2 separate regions of the Mus musculus genome follow, and region 1 is linked to region 2. A link is a contact called in public ChIA-PET data. All regions are on one chromosome and are shown on one strand. The core of a region is the stretch at or near the end of the contact, and the rest is flanking DNA. Distances in the headings are between cores, read along the strand shown.

Evidence for each region. ChIA-PET counts read pairs in DNA pulled down with a chosen protein or histone mark.
Region 1: an RNA polymerase II ChIA-PET map of memory CD8 T cells shows a contact between it and region 2, with 7 read pairs. The contact joins the promoter of Rgs19 here to the enhancer-like site in region 2. A contact is called at or near these places in 6 of 39 promoter capture datasets (the C10 cell line, the HPC-7 cell line, cranial neural crest and 3 more), 1 of 15 datasets of contacts at CTCF or cohesin (pro-B cells), 17 of 484 Hi-C or Micro-C datasets (the C2C12 cell line, CD4 T cells, the G1E-ER4 cell line and 9 more), 15 of 115 datasets of contacts at active chromatin or transcription factors (the 230-238 cell line, the HPC-7 cell line, the NIH/3T3 cell line and 10 more) and 4 of 9 other capture datasets (adipose tissue, embryonic stem cells, liver and 1 more).

Annotation. Positions count from the first base shown.
Region 1 is chr2:181,692,494-181,695,278 of GRCm38.p6, reverse strand. Rgs19 (regulator of G-protein signaling 19) reads left to right here and starts at 1,302. Exons shown (of 6, transcript NM_026446.4): 1 at 1,302-1,400.
Region 2 is chr2:181,409,390-181,412,296 of GRCm38.p6, reverse strand. It overlaps Zbtb46 (zinc finger and BTB domain containing 46), which reads left to right. Exons shown (of 4, transcript NM_027656.2): 2 at 317-601. Among named protein-coding and RNA genes, the nearest start is that of Zbtb46, 14 kb to the left of the region's middle. Within about 2 kb of position 1,451, at least 75 of the 459 cell types and tissues checked have an H3K27ac peak or open chromatin away from gene starts, as enhancers often do. A contact at or near this core is called in the G1E-ER4 cell line, the HPC-7 cell line, effector CD8 T cells and 5 more, where this site is marked.

The sequences.
Region 1 (2,785 bases), core at 53-2,552, 280 kb before region 2:
CTCAAGCAGAGTTTATTGGGCTCCAGTTCAATTCCCGCTGGCATCGCGTGTTCAGTGCTCCTGCTCTCCTTCCTGGGTTTAGAGGCATTCTCTGTGCTTAGGGAAAGATGCTAATTGTGTGGTAAGCAGATGTAAGGTGGCAGAGAACAGGTAGACAGGCAGGTAAAAGGAATTAAGAGGAAAGCATACTGACTTCTACCCACGGTCATGCCCACACCAAACACTGCAGAATCAGGTTTGGTTTGTGGCCTCCATCAGGTACTCATCCATGTCTACTGGGCCTCCATGTTCTGACCTGTGTCTACCTTAGGAATATTATCTAAACTAAAGTAACTTCCTGTTCAGATGTGCTTAGCCTCTACCTTACTTAGGAAGCCGCCAGCGTGGCAGCCAAAGGGTTCTGTGGTCAACTCATAAAGCCCCCCTCAGAGCCTGGGAGTCTCTCACCCATTGTTCTCTCTTCATCCTGGACCCCTCAGCATCATGGCAACATCCTGTCTCCTCACCTTTCACCCCATCCCTTTCTTGCCTGTCTCCCATTCTAGTCCACTGCAGTCAGTTCAGTTAGTCTGCCTCTGCCCCACTGCCTGAAGAACTCATGTGAAGGATCTCCTTTGCATCCCTGACTTAATATGTATGATGTAGTATGTGAGCATTAACAACTTGTGTGACTGTGTGTCCTGTGCTGGAACCACGAGCCCCAACGGACCACTATGAACACTGGCCCAAAGCATGCTGGGATAATGAACTAACTCAATTTTATACCCAATGACAAAGGATCTGAAGAGTTGACCAAAGAGCAAGGCCATTTGTGGTAAAGGCTATCTTGGAGCAGTTTGAGAGTTCAGAAGGGACTCAACCAGGCCCCAGAAACATTCGGGGTGATTTGATGTAAGAACTTGCTTTACGCTGCAGTCCCTGAACCTCCCTTTCGGGCAAAGTTCGAATGCAGAGTGACAGACTCTTAATGCTACGTTACAGACTAGCCTCAGAAAGGCGAAGAGTCGGACCAGACGGGGCAGTACCACAGGCCAGTCCTTCCCACAGGCCTCTTCTAATCCTGGCGAGCCAAGTAGCACACAGGGCTCAGCTCTGGTGTTCAACATAAAGGTTGGGAAAACCCAGCTAACAAGAATGGAGCGCCGGCTCAATCCACTCTCTGTACGACTCACCCCTCAGGGTCACCATGCCACGCTACCGCGGGACGACACGCCAGCCGCGGGTGGGGCACAGGAGCCGCCGCGGGGCGGGGCACTGCGGGCGAGCAAGCGCTGGGGCTCGAGGAAGTCCCGGCCCCTCTCTTTGGGGAAGTACCGCGGAGGCGCCTGCGCACTGCGCCCCCTCCCCGGCGACCAGCAGGACTTCGGAGCGCGCGGGCGGCGTGACTCGGGGACGCGGCGGTGAGTGCTGCGCCGGACCGTGGACGGGCCCTGGCGATATAGATGCCGGCTCTGTTCCCGGACTTCAGTGACCGGTCCACGTGGATCTAGGTCGCAGTAGGACCAGACCCACCCCTTGCGCGTGGGGGAGGGAGAGCCGCAGCAAGGTTCCCCTTTTTCTTCAGCTCAGAGCGTTGAGAAGTGATTGCTCAAAGGTGGGGGCCGGAAGAACCCAGGTTTCCGCGTCTCCTGCCCGCTAGCTTGGTGGGGAGGGGCCAGACGAGACTCCCGACCTGCCACCTTACCCACCCTTCGAGTTGGGTCCGCTAGCAGTTGGCCCGGTGAGCCATAAGGGTGAATGCTGCATCCTCGGCCCCATCTGAGCGGGGACTCCGTGAGCCTTTCTACCTCGTGCCCGGGAGTACGTCTTGCTGTCTGACTTAAATCCCTACTGCTTTAGAGCACGCCCCTTCGGCAGCCAGGGTGGGGCCCAGTCCGAACCTGGCCCTCCCGCCCCCATCTGCCTTTAGGTCGCTGGTGAGTTGGGCGCCATGGCGAATTCCTTAAGAAAGGGGTGGGGGCGCCAGAGACAGCAAGAGGGACCGTGAAGGGGAGACCAGCCTTCCAGACAACCCCACCTGCAAAAAAGCAGGAACTGGGTGGGGGCCTACCATTCCACAGGTGGGCTTGGGCAGCTGGGTTCGCCATGGTGAGAGGCCGGCCCTGCCATGGAGGTATAGGTAGGACAATGACAGTGTTGGATGGAAGTGAGAACGGATCCGGTCAGTCCTCCTCCCAAAGGTTATGACTTTTTTCCTGGAATTTTTTTGGTCTGGGTGGGCTTGGGCATTCTTTTTGCTTCTGTAGAGCAACACTGACAGCCATTCACCAGAGAGCTTCTATCCCCAGAGACCAGATTTGCTGAATCTGGCCTCTTAGCATAGACTTGGGAGGCCAATACCTGGGAGGCTTGGGGAGGAAAGGAACCCTCCAATAGGCATGTGGAGCAGGACAACCCTGATTCAGACTCTAGGCTCTCCTTGCCCAGAAAGGAGGCAGTAGTGAAGAGCACCCTGGACGACATGGGTGGTCCCAACTGACCTTTGATGGGTGCAAGGAGCTAGAAAAAGGGGCAGGGCACCCAGCGTACAGACCCCATGTCCAGTCGGCTGACTGGAGATGGACCCCATGAGGAATGGTCTCTACAGGGTGACAGGTGAGGGATGATTTTGAACAGCATGGAGACCTCAGGCTACCCCACCCCTTTTCCCTAGAAACTCAACTGCTGGAAAGTACAACCCAAGCTACTTGTGTGTCCTGATTCGCTTGCTTGGAGACTTGAGAACCCACCATCTCAGAAAGCCTCAGGTGGTGAAGCTGCCCAGTATACAGAGATCAGACAGAAA
Region 2 (2,907 bases), core at 202-2,701:
CCCCCTATTTGAGAAGAAGAGATCCTGTAGCCACAGAGCTGGGCCTGGGCTCAGGTCTTTGTCCCCCCTGCCCCCACTGGGAGTCGTAGCCCTTCTACCTTGGTTGTGAGTGAAGCTCCCACTGGACTGTACATTTTTCTGTGCTGTGTGGCGTGTTATAGATCTGGGCAGGTGGGATCAGTAGCACAGTATACAAGGCTTCATGTTGCTCCGGGCAAGTGCACAGTCCATAGGGTTGGATTGGACTGACGGTTTATTGCCCTTATTCTCCTGTCTTCATTCCCCAAATGACCTGTGTGTACCTCCCTGTTCCTAGATGTAGACCTGACGGTCACTGAGGCCAGCAGCTTGGACAGCCGAGGCGAGAGAGCAGAGCTCTATGCTCACATCGATGAGGGCCTACTAGGAGGAGAAACCAGCTACTTGGGCCCACCCCTCACCCCAGAGAAGGAAGAAGCACTACACCAGGCTACTGCAGTGGCCAATCTTCGTGCTGCACTCATGAGTAAGAACAGTCTGCTGTCACTCAAGGCTGACGTGCTCGGTGATGATGGCTCACTTCTGTTCGAGTACCTGCCCAAAGGTGCCCACTCACTGTCTCGTAAGTGCAAGTTCTGGTGTGTCACTGTGTCTTCCTTTGGTTTAAGCACCTCAGTTCAGCCCTTCAGACCCTGGAGTCACTGAGGATGAGGCTTGTAGCTAACCTGTCTGTCAGGCAGATTGCTGCGGGTTGCAGCCACCTTCCAACTCAAGGTCTTTCAGAAAGTAGATTGGCTTTGAGTCTTCTGGGACCAGCATACTTGCTTAACAGAACAAGAAGGGTGTTAGTATGTGTTACTGGGCAGCGAGAGGGATCAGTGAGCATTTGTTGGAATGTTTTGTGCTCAAATTTGAAGCATCTAAACCTAAAATCCACCAAGCTTACAAATTCACACAATTAGTAAACTTAAAACCACAAGTTCCTTTTGAGCCAGTGGCAGGTCTGGTGCGAGATAGTCCTTTGTGTCCAAGGGACAAGCACTGGCTCCCTCTACTGGTCCCTGTGCCCAGCCTTTGTGCTGGGATTTGTTTTGTGTGGGAGACATGCAGAGAGCCACTGACCCAGGGGTGTGGACCTTGCTTTGTTCTTGCTAGAAAGTGCTGGTCACATGTGCGTTTTTAAAAAGGAGTTGAATGCTACATTTAAGACCTTAGTGTGTCTAGCTGAAATACAGACCACAGACTGACTATGCTGCAGCTGAAGAGCAGCTGCTATTTAGCAGCTGGCTCCCCCCAGTTGCCTTTTCCTGTGAGACAGGAGGCATTAGCATCTGCAGAGCTCATAACCATAAGACAGGCTGCTCCCCTTGTCACAGTACATGCTGACTATAGCAGCCAATTATGTGATGCTGGGAGAGTAGTATGACTACCCTGGGTACCGATCTAGCCCCAGAACTTCCTGTTTGTCTGGTACTCAGCATGAGTGAGAAAATGACTTGGTACTTTTCTCTCTGTGGGGGAGGAAGAGACACACCCCACACTGGGGAACATGAGGGGTATGCTATTCCAGGAAGCCTAAGTACATATATAATGGTGACTGGTCATCCTCCGGACCGCTGAATTACAGGACCGTTTCCAGCCACCTTTGATGCTGGTTCTTTGGAGCATGTTTACAGTTTTGTTCCCATGTGCACTAACATATGATTGGGCTTTTGTATCGGTTTGAGGAATTATGCAGATTACTTATGGCAAATAAAGACCAAAGGTGGAAAATGATGTCTGCTCTCTTTATTTCCAAGTTCCCTATCAAGTGACCATGAAGGCCAGCTGGGATTAGGCATACTTTCAGAAAACACTTTTAGGCCTTGCTTTCCATGTCTGAGAAGCAGGGGCGGGGCCAGTTCATAGCTGTTATGATGTATTAAACAAATAGCACGGGAGAGTGTTGAACATGTCTTGGACAAGTCAATGTGGGTGATGTCTCAAGAACAAACTGTATCTATGGGTAGAGATTGTTGGATCCCTCAAGGTCCCAGAGTATTGGTACAGCTCATGGGGTGGTTACAGGGGATTTGGAGCCCCTGGAATTCACATGAACGGAGGATTTCTGAAATTCAGCACCTTTTGTGGGTAATGTGGAACAGTAGAGGTGAGGCGGGATTAATCTCACTCTTCCTACATACTCATGGGACATGTGTGTCCAACGTACCGTAAACTCCCCGCTCAGGAGAGCCTGTGGTAAAAACTCCACTTTTGTTCCTTGGTTCCCTGGTTCCCCAGATACTGTTTGTCCTTGAGAATAATTTTGGAATGCAGGTTTTCTATCATTTCTGTATCCGGTAGCTTCACTTTGGCATGAGCTCTGTTCAAAAGAAATTTTAGCCTGTTTTTGCTGGGGACCTGCAGTAAACAGAGTCAGAGGGCGTGGCCAGCCCTAAGAGCCGACTTCACTTTCTGTTTCAGGATCTTTGCTGTCTCTAGGTCTGACGTCAGAAAACCCTTCCTGTCCTGCTGTCTGAGTGACCCTGGTCTAGGCCCTCCTTGCTTTAAGAAATGCTATAGCCAGCCGGGCGGTGGTGGCGCATGCCTTTAATCCCAGCACTTGAGAGGCAGAGGCAGGCAGATTTCTGAGTTTGAGTCCAGCCTGGTTTACAAAGTGAGTTCCAGGACAGCCAGGGCTACACAGAGAAACCCTGTCTCGAAAAGACAAAAAAAAAAAAAAAAAAAAGTGCTATAGCCAAGCCAGGGTAGTAGATGGCTGGGATGGGGCTATAAATGTGTATTTTCTTTCTTAAATCTCTCTTCTGGAATGAGGTACTTCTCAGTTTGTATTTCATAAGGCTTAGAGGTGGTACAGGGCAGCAAGGTGTCCTTGTGACCTTCTTTGAGGCTTAGCATATGAACCCAGTACTTCTGCAGATTGCCAAG